Regions from separate parts of the Pan troglodytes genome. Here region 2 is linked to region 1. Evidence: chromatin contacts called from public HiChIP or PLAC-seq data. All regions are on one chromosome and are shown on one strand. Each heading gives the region's core, a stretch centred on a gene start, on an enhancer-like site or on the middle of the called end of the contact. The rest is flanking DNA. Distances are from core to core; before and after follow the strand shown.

What was found. HiChIP or PLAC-seq counts read pairs in DNA pulled down with a chosen protein or histone mark.
Region 2: an H3K4me3 HiChIP or PLAC-seq map of stem cell-derived excitatory neurons shows a contact between it and region 1, with 10 times the contacts expected there. The contact joins the promoter of PITPNM2 here to the promoter of ARL6IP4 in region 1. A contact is called at or near these places in 1 of 7 Hi-C or Micro-C datasets (stem cell-derived neural progenitor cells) and 1 of 1 datasets of contacts at active chromatin or transcription factors (stem cell-derived excitatory neurons).

The regions. Positions count from the first base shown.
Region 1 is chr10:129,820,985-129,827,333 of NHGRI_mPanTro3-v2.0_pri, forward strand. It overlaps ARL6IP4 (ADP ribosylation factor like GTPase 6 interacting protein 4), which reads left to right and starts at 3,034. Exons shown (of 6, transcript XM_009426495.4): 1 at 3,034-3,655; 2 at 4,039-4,176; 3 at 4,481-4,789; 4 at 4,867-4,984; 5 at 5,378-5,447; 6 at 5,529-5,818. The coding sequence starts at 3,115. The coding sequence ends at 5,585. OGFOD2 (2-oxoglutarate and iron dependent oxygenase domain containing 2) reads left to right here. Exons shown (of 8, transcript XM_063785224.1): 6 at 1,353-1,480; 7 at 1,664-1,921; 8 at 1,994-2,952. The coding sequence ends at 2,257.
Region 2 is chr10:129,988,324-129,994,672 of NHGRI_mPanTro3-v2.0_pri, forward strand. PITPNM2 (phosphatidylinositol transfer protein membrane associated 2) reads right to left here and starts at 3,612. Exons shown (of 25, transcript XM_054663755.2): 1 at 3,236-3,612.

The DNA of each region.
Region 1 (6,349 bases), core at 1,784-4,283:
GAGCTGGAAGGGTCAGTGGGACCAACCTGCCAGGAGCAGGACATCCGCATTCATTCATTCAATACCTGCCATGAGCCTGGTATCTTCATTCTTTCCTTCACCCTTCCTTCGTGCCCTCATCCAGCAAATAGTGGATATTTGTGTCATGTGTGGGACAGCTGGCACACTCAAACAGGGCTGATCCAAGATCTTAAAGGGACCATTGAGACAGGTATGGGCAGGATAAAGGGACCAGTAAGGAATGGCAAAGCCCGGCCCCCCAGGGCTGGCAACAGGAGGGAGCAGTTACCACCTGGAGTTGTGGCTCTGGGCGGAGGCCTGCAGCCATGCCAAACTCCAAGTAGGGCAAGAAATGCCCCACTTCTCTTCAGATTTCCTGCTGGGCTCACTTATTGGCTAAACCCAGCAGGAAATGCTGGGCAAGGGAGGTTTGCGTGTTGTTTAACCTCTGATTCAGTTTCCTTATCTGTAAAATGGGAGCAACAGTAACCCCCTCTCTTAAGGCACTGTGACGATCAAGTGAGTTAATCTGCATAGAGTGCCTGTCACAGGGCCCGCACGTAGTGTTTGGAAAGTGTTTCCTATTCTTATTGGCACTGATAGCCTGGGCTAGGGGCTCCTGTGGGAGGCAGATACAAGTTTCCCCTCATGGAGCCTGTGCTTTGTTGGGGGTCATGGGTGGAATGAATCCCCCTCCTCCCAGCCTGGGGGTGCTCTCCTCATTGCCTTCCACTCCCCGGCAGCTGAGATAGTGCTGAGGCTGTTGGCTGGGGCAGGGCCTAGGCTGCGAGGTGGCCCCATCGTGGGCACACTAGCCCTGCACCCCTGGGCATTGGTGCGTCCGCCAAGAAATGTTTAGGTTTCCATTCTCAGCCTGGCTTCTTCCCCCTCAGGGCCCAGCAAGAAAGAACAGCCCCTTCTGGCCTTCCTGCTGGGGGACAGAGGCTCCCAGAGCCACTTCTGAGTTGGGGTACAGACTTCGGTGGCTCATCAGATGAAAGGAGGTGCAGAGAGAGCCTGAAGTTGGCTCTGTGATCCCGACTTGGCTGTCACTGGCCTGCTGGGTGTCCCTGGGCTACTTCCTTCCCCTCTCTGGGCCTCAGGACCCATATGTGAGCTCCCAGGGCCAGCCCTGTGGACACTTGTAGTCTGGGGAAAGGTTCCGGGCATAAGTGGGGGGCATGGGAATCGGCCTCCCCTGCTCCTCATGTTACTTCCTTAAGTCATCACAATAGCCCTGAAAAGCAAAGGCCTCATCCCCATGGCACAGGTGATGAAACAGGAAGACTGAAGCCCAGGCCTGGCAGGCCCACGGCCACATTCAGGCCAACAGACCATCCCTCCTTCCACAGAGGAGAAGCGCATCTACCGGGTGCCTGTGTTCACAGCGCCCTTCTGCCAGGCCCTGCTGGAAGAGCTGGAGCACTTCGAGCAGTCGGACATGCCTAAGGGGAGGCCCAACACCATGAACAACTACGGGGTGGGTGAGGCCTGGCCCGTGGCAGAGGAGGGGGTGGCTGGGGTCAGGAGGCAGTGTCAGAGGTTCTGCAGATGGGCTGCCTGCCCGGGCTGCGAAAGAAGGTCACAGTGGGATCACCGTGGAGTGGAAGCCCAGGGTTGCAGCCCTCTAGTTTCCTTGCTGACCCCAGGAATCCCCTCCCAGGTGCTGCTGCACGAGCTCGGGCTGGACGAGCCGCTGATGACACCACTGCGGGAGCGCTTCCTGCAGCCGCTGATGGCCCTGCTGTACCCTGACTGTGGCGGGGGCCGGCTCGACAGCCACCGGGCCTTTGTGGTCAAATACGCGCCGGGCCAGGACCTGGAGCTGGGCTGCCACTATGATAATGCTGAGCTTACCCTCAATGTGGCCTTGGGCAAGGTCTTCACGGGGGGCGCCCTGTATTTTGGGGGCCTCTTCCAGGTGAGTGTGTGACCCATGCGGCAGGGCCTGGGGCAGCTGTGAGTGCCCAGGCCTGAGTCGTGCCATCTGCAGGCACCCACAGCCCTGACGGAGCCCCTGGAGGTGGAGCACGTGGTGGGCCAGGGTGTCCTCCACCGTGGCGGCCAGCTGCATGGAGCCCGGCCCTTGGGCACTGGTGAGCGTTGGAACCTTGTCGTCTGGCTCCGAGCCTCTGCTGTGCGCAACAGCCTCTGTCCCATGTGCTGCCGTGAGCCCGACCTGGTGGACGATGAGGGCTTCGGTGATGGCTTCACCCGAGAGGAGCCCGCCACGGTGGATGTATGTGCGCTCACCTGAGCTTGCTTGGGCCCAGTGTGGGGGTGGCAGGCAGGTGAGGGCTCCGTTGCCTTGGTCTGGGGGCAGAAATAAAATCCCCGCAGCCTACTGCACTTCTTGGCTCAAGGGTGTGCCAGCTTCTGGGTCATTCTATGGGCAAAGATGCTGCCTTAGTTCAGGTTTGTCAGAAGCAGAGTCTGGAATGGGGCTTCAGCGAGGGAGTCAGGGAAGCAGGGGAGGGGAGGGAGCAGCTGGGCAAGGAAGTGGCTTCAGAGGACGTCCAGCCTCAGCTGGCCCCACGGAGAGCTCCAGGCAGAGCCCACAGTACCACAGTGTGCCCACACCACCGGTTACTGGCTCCTGGATGAGGGGGCCAGAGAGGAGTGAATAACTTCCCAGACACTTATCTCCAGGGCAGGGTGCCTTCCAGTAGCCAAGGGAAGCCTCCAGAGAGCACAGATGTGAACCCTCAGCAGCAGGCATCACCCCCAGTGGACTCGGGTGGGCCACCAGTAGCATCTTCTAGATGGCAGAGGGGTGAATGGCAGGGCCGGGAACCAGGCTGCCCGGGTTCCCATTCTGCTTCTGCCACTTCCAGCTGTGTGGCTTTAGGTGAGCCTTCACCTTTTGGTGCCTTCGTTTCCTCATTTAGCACCTGCCTCCTAGAGCTGTTTTGGGAGTCAAATGCGCTGACGTATATAAAGTGCTTTCCAAGATCCCTTTGTGTTTGCGGCTGTCATTGTGGAAGAGTTGCAACTTGGGGGCCCGAGATTGGATGAAGCGCACAGCCACGCTTTGGGTTACACATTTGAAAGTCAGGGGGCTTCCATATTGCAGTCTTGAGTTTGGTCTCCCTGGGAAGGTGGGGCACCAGCCCCATGCCACGTTGCACGGATCAGCTGGAGCAGAATCCCGGCTTCCTTCCGGATGGGCCTGGGGTCCATGCCCGCGCTCACTGCCAAGATCTTTCTGGCCCCTACGGACACGAGTTTGCGACCTCTGAGTCACTGGGTGGGCGCGTCGGAAAGACCAGGGCGCCTCAGTCTGGAGCTCGCAGTCGTATGGAGAGGGCAGGACCAGCCGGGAAGGAGGGCGGCGCGCGCGAGGGTCGCCTTCTTCCCAGGGCACCGGGGGCGTGGGTGCTGCGGGCGTGCGCCGAGAGGGCAGCCTTGGAAGCGGGCGCAGCTTCGGCAGACACAGGCGTGAGGGGCTGCGGAGCTCGAGGGCCGGCGCCCCTGCTTGCCTCTGCGGGAGGTGGGCGCGCCCGGGACGGAACCTGGGGCGTCAGAACGAAAGGCAGCGGCGCCGCGCTTCCCAGCCGGACAGCCTCCCGCGCAGCGCCCCGGCCGGAAGCCTCCTCGCCGCCGCTTCCTCTCGAGAAGGCGCGGGGCGGGCTGTCCGGCCCGCAGGGCGGTCGAGGTGGGAACGGAGCAGCCCCGGGGGCCCCCTTGAGGCGTTGAGGCCGCGAAGGGCGCGGGGCTGGAGGGTAGGAGAGCGCGGGAAAGCGCCCCAGACGCCACTCGCGGCGGACGGCGGCCAGTTCCCAGGGGTTTGGAGCCGGGTGCGCAGGCGTGGGGCCTCCGGGCAGGGGGCGGGCCCTTAACAGGCACCGCTGCGGGGACTGGAGTCGGCGGAGAAAACCGGGGTCCCCAGCGCTGGGGGTGGGTGAGGGTCGCTCATTTTCCCGGGACGGTGACGGGTACTGGGCGTCGCCAGGCCCCGGCCCCGCTAGAGCCACCCTTGGAGCCCGCCCGCGGCCGGCCTTGGGGGCTTCGGCTCAAGCGCGTCTTCTCCGTCGCCAGCCCGCGGCGCCATGGCTCACGTCGGCTCCCGCAAGCGCTCGAGGAGTCGCAGCCGGTCCCGGGGACGGGGGTCGGAAAAGAGAAAGAAGAAGAGCAGGAAGGACGCCTCGAGGAACTGCTCGGCCTCCACATCCCAAGGTCGCAAGGCCAGCACGGCCCCTGGGGCGGAGGGTGAGGACCACAGGCATCGGGGAGAGGAGGCGCAGTTACTCCCCGGGGAAGTCGGGCGAGCAGTGGTCGGGGACGCTCAGTCATGCCTCTGTGCAGCCGGGCCTGAGATGTGAGGGCCAGGCGCCGCAGGAGCCAGGAAGGGGCTCTTCTGGGAAGCTCCATCTCTGTTCTGGAAAGCTCCTCAGGAAGCGCTCACCCTGTAGACGGTCTGTGCCTGCCCCAGGCCAGAGCAGGGGACGAAGGTTTACCTCTTCCTCTCCTGGCCTTCCAGCCTCACCTTCTCCCTGCATCACAGAGAGAAGCAAGCAGAAGGCCCGGAGGAGACCAAGATCCAGCTCCTCCTCCTCTTCTTCCAGTTCTCCTAGCTCCTCTTCTTCCTCCTCGTCCTCCTCCTCTTCCTCCAGTGATGGCCGGAAGAAGCGGGGGAAGTACAAGGACAAGAGGAGGAAGAAGAAGAAGAAGAGGAAGAAGCTGAAGAAGAAGAGCAAGGAGAAGGCGGAAGCACAGCAGGTGGAGGCTCTGCCGGGCCCCTCGCTGGACCAGTGGCACCGATCAGCTGGGGAGGAAGAGGATGGCCCAGGTATTGTGCTGCCCAGCACCTGGGGGGGAGAAGGTCGCTTCCCAAGGCCTGGCCACCACCTCCGTCTTCCCTTCCAGTCCTGACGGATGAGCAGAAGTCCCGAATCCAGGCCATGAAGCCCATGACCAAGGAGGAGTGGGATGCCCGGCAGAGCATCATCCGCAAGGTGGTGGACCCCGAGACGGGGCGCACCAGGTGGGGAGCTTTCGGCCTGACTTACACCACAGGATCTGGGAGTGTTGGCTGAAGATGTGTGCTCTCGGGAGGAGTGGGGCCGGGCGGGGTTCCTGGTGCCTGAAAAAGGCCAAATGTGGGCAAAAATAAGGTCACTTGGAGTAAGTAGTTGCAGGGGTGGAAGGGCCTGGAGGAGGCTCTTGAAAGGGCTGTTGTTGGCGGGGCTGAGGCTGGCAAGGCAGAGCCCAGCTCCACTGCCTTCATCAGGGAGAGTGGGTGAGGCCCCAGGGTCTGTCCACTCAAGGCTGCGGGGCGGGAGCCCTGGGACCCCTCTGCCGGCTGCTTGTGGTTCTGCTCCTCTGGCATTAGGGGACCTGCCTATTCCTTGCTGAACGGAGACCCTCCCACCCCCAGGCTTATTAAGGGAGATGGCGAGGTCCTAGAGGAAATCGTAACCAAAGAACGACACAGAGAGATCAACAAGGTGGGTGTGGCCCCTCTGCCTGCCATCTGCCCCCAGCTCTGTTTGTGATGTACCCCTCCTCCTGTGTGCTTTCTTCCCCAGCAAGCCACCCGAGGGGACGGCCTGGCCTTCCAGATGCGAGCTGGGTTGCTTCCCTGAGGGCCCCCGCTGGCCAAGGCCTGTGGACGGCGCTGGCGGCCCAGCCTGGGCAGGTTTCAGGGTGCCAGTGGGAAGCCTGATGGGTGCTGGTGGCCTTTCCCCCATGGATTGGTCTCTGGCCCAGCCCAGTCTCTTCTTAGGGGCAGGGGGTGGAGGTTGGGGTCACCGGCCTGCTTGGCACCCCCATCTGAAAGAGCAGCACTTCTCAGCTATTAAAGGCCCCCTGGATAGACTTTCTCTGTTCTGTGGCTTTTTGTGCTGAGGGGGAGGGAAGGGTGCTACATGACTGCCAGGGAAAAACAAGGGCTCCGGAAGCTTTTGGGCAAAGCTGGGGTGTCCTCTGGTGGTAGTGAGTACAGGCCACACCAGCGCCTGTGCCCTCCTCTTCAGGTCAGCCTGCCTGGACCAGACCTCATGCCAGCTGAACCCCAAACCCAGAGAGCTGGCTCTGAAATGCCATGCACTCAGGCATGGAGAGAGTCGGCTTCCCCTGCCATGTTCATTCCACAGATCGCAAGAGTGCAGAGCCAGGTGCTGGGGCTGGGTGGCCTGTGTGGCAGGTCTGGCTCTCACCGCCCAGCTGTGTCTTCCACTCTGAGGCAGGGAGGCTCACAGCACCCGCTTCACTGGGGTCTGTGAGGGCAAACTGAGTTCCATCCCAGGAAGGAGCTAGAAGCAGGCTAGGCCTAGAGTCAGCCCCACACTCATGTGTTGGCGTCACTGTGAGTGTCACTAGCATTACTGTTCCATGCCTCCATCCCACC
Region 2 (6,349 bases), core at 2,362-4,861, 170 kb after region 1:
AATTCACTTATCCATACAGTTTTCCAGAAGCCTTTTGTGATGACTTTATAAAGAATATATGGAGAGAGATTTCTACATAAACACACACACAGAAAAAGAGACAGTTCAGGAAAGCAGCAATAAATATGCTGATGTTGAGGGTAATATAGTTGCTAGACGGAATATCACATTGTGTGCTGAGCAGCCTGGAAGCCAAGGAGAAGAGGAGAAACATAATCAGTTGGAAAGACAGTGTGGTATAGAAAGAGCCACACATAGTGTGGCAAAGAAGCAGAACTGAGTGCAAATCCAGGGAAACTTGGGCAAGTTAGTTGACCTCTCTGTGTGTCTTAACTTCTTTCTCTGGGAAAAAGGGGAAGAATACAACCTACCCTGCACAGTGTGTCAGGGAGGCCCAAGCACACACTGCATGGTGCATAGTATACAAACAAAACGTGTTTTCCTTCCCCACTTTCCTTTTCATTATCAAAGGAGAAAGCAACCTAGTTTCCTGCGGGAAGTCAAAGTTTGCCTGGCCCTAAATTCTAAAAGAAAATTTTAATATGGGTCACTGTAAAAAGCCTTTAGAAAAGGGGAAAATGCCTCAGATTATGGTTTTAGAGTAAACCAGATGAGGATTTGCCATGGCTCTCTTTGATAACATTCCAGGGTACCAGTAAAAGCTTAATAAACATCAACCAAATGACCTACAGAGAAGCTGTGCAAAGACCACTTAGCCGCATCTGTGTTTGGAGGCAGGGAGTCCTGTTAAGCAGCTTTCAGGGTGACTATCTGCAAAGGGATTGATCTCATCTAAGCGAAGTTGAGAACTGGCGTACAATGGCTCATTTTGGATTGACTCTGCGGTCATAAGCAGTGGCTCCTCCTGCCCATGGCCAAAGACACTGGAGCAATACCACTACGCTTACATTAAAGAGCACACGGCCCCGGCATTTTTTCCAAAAACAGCAAGGCAGTGATCTCAAAGTACCAGACGTTTCCTCTGCTAATCTCTACAGATAACTGCACATCCTCTATGACTGGTCTTCTCGAAGACCAAGTTGGAAAGACTTTAACTAGATGGGCTGGTTAGGAGAGCATCTATCTGCTTGGTGTTAAAACAGGCCTCTAGACACGGAGGAAGGCAATGGGTCCCCATAACAGAGAATGTATAAGCAATCGACTCTGGACAAGAAGGGCTCTCAGTGGTGATCTAGGCCAACCCTCTCACTATTTTCCTAAGTACCTTACTGTGCAGCAAAGCATTGGGGATGCAGAGAAACGTGATACAGCACTAACCGCCCAGGAGCTCACAGTCTAGTGGGGGGCACGTGTAAACAGATAAGGGCCATTCTGTGTGGCAAGCAAATCAGACTAGGGTGGTTCGAAAATCAGAAGAGGGACCAATTCCACCTGCGAAGGCCAAGACTGGGTCTCAACCAGTGAAGAGTTGAAGGCACCTGGGGAGAGGGAGGGCATGGGAGCACCATGCCTTTGAAAGCCTCTAGGTAGCCTGAGACGACTGCAGCTTAGGGTATGAATGAAATGGTAGGAGTGGAGGCAGAAAAGGTAGACAGGACCCAGATCCCAGGGGGCCTTAGATACGCAGAGGAATTCTTTCAGATTCCATAAGGTGCAACCAAAACCAAGAGAAACCAAGTGACTTAGTTAAGCTCCTGTAGCAAGTTATGGGAAAAGCCAGGCCTGGAACCCCAGTCTCTCGACTCCCGCAGTCCACTTCTCTCCCCTGCTGCCTCCCACGCCTGAGCAGCTGGGGAAGACCAGGAGAGAGAATGGCCCATTCAACACTCACTACCCAGAGAATCTGGAGTCTTTGCCTGGCCATCTTCAGGGCAGAGGATGTACTGTCCTGTTCACTTGGCAAGCCACTCCTTACAAGAAAAACAGCCCTTCCTAACTCATTGTGTTTCTCTCTGCAGTGGGAGAGGGCTGGAAGTCCATTCCAACCACAGAATACAGTCTCTTCATGGAAGGAAAATAATTTAACAGCAACAGTCCAGGAATCAGACAAGCTACGGTCCCAGAGGCAAGCGTTGGAGGGGCCTTCTGCTCCACGGAGACACTGACTGCACGCAGGGTACTGACCAGGGCAGGGGACCAGAGATGAATCAACTCCAGCCCGGGAGCTCACCGTCCAGCAGGGGAGATAAGGCAGATGGAAAAGTAACTATAAAATAAGGCAGACGGTGATAAGAGTTACACAGGAGATACAGATAGCAGGCAGTGGGAGTTCAGAGCAGAGAGGAGTCTGGGGGATGGATGTTAGGGGAGATTCAGATGAAGGGGAGCACTTACTGCCTTCCCTCCAGAAGTGGGGGGTCTATCCTAGCAGCTCTGGTCACTCCCAGATGGGGGCCGGGGAGAGAGCTGGTTGTGGACAAAGACAGATGTTCCAGTGAGGTCTCCTTTGAAGAATCCAGACTCTGGGTGGGGGAGGCAGGTAGGCCGGGGTGTTTGGAGAGGCACCCAGCCCACACTTCAGAGGGAGGGAGAGGAGTGCAGGATGTCTCTGCAGGAGCAAGTCGGTGGAAAGGGGACAAGCCTGGAGGACTTGCCTTGAAATGACATTTGCACCGCGCGCACTATGTTCACCTGGAGTGGCCGTTTGGGATTTCTTGCGGGGAGACAGTGCACACTGGGGCGGGGGACACTGAACTTTCCCTCTCCCCAAGGCCCCCCGATCAGCCCTGCCACGGATAAGAAAGGATTCGGGGTTGGAAGAAGACAGAGCCGGCACCCCATTACCACACGAAGGGGGCACTGAGGATGGAGACGGGCCACACCCCAACCCTGGGCCCCCGACAAGCAGAGGCCACGGCCCGGGCCTGGGGACGGTCAGCTGGAGGCGGGAAGCAGAGAAGGCGGGCCGGGGGCTCACCTCCGCTTCCTCCCGATAGCCCCTTCCTCGCCCTGGCACCGGCACTGCCCACGCCTGCCCCCCGACCGCTATGACACTTGTCCCTGGCGGGGGTCCCCCACGCGGTCGCGACCGACGGAAATTCGGAAATCAGCGTTTCGGGCACGGATCCAGGGCCGGCGACTCACTGAGGCCAGGCTCGGGCGGTCTCCCGAGCGGGGTTCCCGCACGCCACACCCTCCTCCCTGCCCGGGTCTCCGCTCCCTCCTCCAGCCCCCGCGGCTCGGCGGGCGGGCGGGCGGGCGGGCCGGGGCCTCTCTGGGAGCCGCCGCCCAGATCCCCAGGTCCCCGGCCAGCGCCCGGCACTGCGGGACTCACCGCGGGCCTGCGGAGCGGCCGCCCGGACGCACTCACCCCGCTCGGCGCGGCCGCGGGTTCTGTCCTCTTCGGGGCCCCGGCTGGGCCGCCGCCACCTCACGCCGCCTCACGGGGAGCGCCCGCCCCGCGGCCCCGGCCCGGCCGGCTGCGCCCCGCGCGCCCCCGCCGCCTGCTGGCCCCGGGCGAGCGGCAGAGCCCCGGCGGGCATTGCTCCCGAGCGTCGCAGGCGGGCGGCGGCGGCGGCGCACGTGCTGGCGGGCGGCTCTCGCTGAGGCGGCCGCGAGCTGAGAAGGAAGCGCCGGGCGGGCGGCCGGGGCCGGCTGGACAGCTCTACGCCGCGGCGCCGCGGTGCCCCGCGCACCCCAGCGGCCGCTGCTGCCCGCGCGCGCCGGGCCGGGCTCGCATTCCCTCAGTGGCGGCGGCGCCTCCTCAGGCCGCGCGGGGGAGCGGCGGCGGCGGCGGCGGCGGCGGGGGCGCGTCCCTGCGGAGTGTCGGCCCGGCCCCGCCGCCTCCGCCGGAAGAAACCTCTCCGACTTGGGCAGCCCGCCTGGTTCCTCAGCCCTGCCGCGGCGACCCCGCTCCTCCCCGGCTCGCCCGTGTCCTCAGGGCCCGGGACTGGACTCGGGGGCGGCGGCGCGGATCCCCGCCCCGGGCTCCTCGCCCACCGTCCGCAGCAGCCGAGCGCACTCGGGGGCGGGAACCGGCCGACTTGCGGCCACTGTGACTCTCAAAACAGCCTCATTTTAAAAAATGAAGTTTCTTAGGAGAGAAATGGTAAACCAGGGAGGGCAGAGCGCAGCGGGCAGCTCACCGAAGCCCAGCCCCGGGCGCGGTGCTCGCCACACGGTGGGTCCGCGCTCTCCCCTCAGGACGCCCGGGCCGCGGCCCAGGGAACGGCAGAGCCGGGAGCGCAGCCGTCCCGGTCCCCACCTCAGGGAGTAACTGGAAGAGGATCACGAACAGTTTAATCCGGATGATCTGGCACGACAGGGCTCTCCAATGGGAAGAGCCCCCGGTGGGGGAGCGCCTGGTGACATTCCTTAAAAACATGAGGTGTTTGTTAGGTTGAGCCAGGGTGGACTTGTTTGGCAAAATCTGAAGTCATGGAACTAAAGAGGGCACACCTAAAACTTAGTGATGTGTGACCCATCCCTACTTGTCACCTTATAAGGCTGAGGAGACGGCGGTGCTCCCCTGGAGGGGAGAGGACAAGCTAAAATTAAGGCGGCCTAGATGACTCCAGATGAAGCCGGGGAGGCCGAGCCCCTGACAGCTGCTCACCTCCTGGGGTCACGGCAGAACCCAACTGAACGGGCCAGGAAGGCCATCGTTCCCGACTCGCCTCCAGGTGCCCCTGACCATGACCACGCAGAGGAGGACCAAGGCGTACCATCATCACCTAGAACGCTTCAGCTCCTTCCCTCCACCAAGAGGTGCCCTAGGATCCATCCAGAAAGATCTGCCGAACCCACAGAGTCCCAACGGGAACTGTGCTCCTGGATGGACGCCCCTTAACCCATAACTCAAGGACTTCTCTATGCCTGGGACTTAAAATCACCAACAACCCGCTCCTGCAGCCAGCTAGCGGAAATAAACACACAAAGGCCACACGCCAGTTCACAGCCACGAGTATTTATTGAGTGCCTGTAGTGCAAGAAAGAGAGATGGTCCCTGCTCCCGCGGAGCTTACAGCTTCACGACTCCAGCATCTGGCTAGATTCAGAAACAACTGCAGCAAGCACTTGTCTACCCACCAGCAGCACTGTATAAAGCACATTTTTCACATTATCGGTCACTGTTACAGTGAAATTGTTAGATGTAAAAACTATCCTTGAAATCTGTAGTCATAGAGATGACATGGTACATAATGTCCAGCAAATGCACATTTATGGCTTGATTCCTCACATATCTGAGGGGTCTATGGAAATAAAGTACAAATCAGGCAGAAAAGACTTAGTAACACAGTTCCTAAGAATACTGGGGTAGTAGTTTATTATCAAACTACCATAGAGCTCTTGGCAGGGCAGGAAATTATTTCCAGCAAAATTTGTGCAATATAGTGGATTTAATCAAACCTGCAACTGTCAACCATACATGGTCCCTCATGACAGGTAAATATAATCTACCTGTCTGAATGGTAAAAGGCTACAGGTGTGCATTTATTTTTTAAAGCTTCTTAAAGACTCATAGCACAAGTGGCACATTGAAATCTAGTGAAAACTTGAGATAATCTAAAAATTAAAGTGACAAAAGTGTCTAATTTTACTACATATGTTCAGATTTCAAGTAGCGTCCAGCAAAGCACGTGGCTTTTCTGGGCGAGAAGGGGATAGCTTTTGGTTGGCTATCACAGACTCCACCTACATCTCCTAACACTCACTGGCAGGCACTTCCTGTGCATGGTTCTGCCCACAAGCTGTCACCTTTAGATGAAACATTTGAAGGGGCAATTATTTGGAGGATACTGGCAATAATTTTTAGAAAAACAACCTATATTTATATCAAATAACCCCCAAGTCACCAATTAAGACCAAAGTGCTTTCTGAACTTACACGTGACAGGTTATCAAATTTGTTAAATTTTTGGTGGTTAAAAAACCAAACACACCAGAGGGATGCTTAATTTAAACTCCAAAAAAGCTCATTTTTTTGCAAAGCGTGAAGAGAACATCTTAGACCACCTAACAAATGTCAGTCCAAGGCAGTTTTTAGGTCAACTGCTTGGGACATAATCTACTTTTTTATTTCAGAAAGTATGCTACCTCAAGGCTGGGCACAGTGGCTCATGCCTGTAATCCCAACACTTTGGGAGGCCAAGGCAGGCAGATCATTTGGGGTCAGAAGTTCAAGACCAGGATGGCCAACATGGTGAGAACCCCGTCTCTACCGAAAATACAAAAATTAACCAGGCGTGGTATGCACCTGTAATCCCACCTACACGGGAGGCTGAGGCAGGAGAATAGCTTGAACCCAGGAGACAGGTTGCAGTGAGCCAGTATCACACCACTGCACTCCAGCCTGGGCAACAGAACCAGAGACTCCATCTCAAAAAAAAAAAAAAAAGGATGCTACCTCAAAAACCTACTTAACTCAATGAATCTGAAATATAATATTT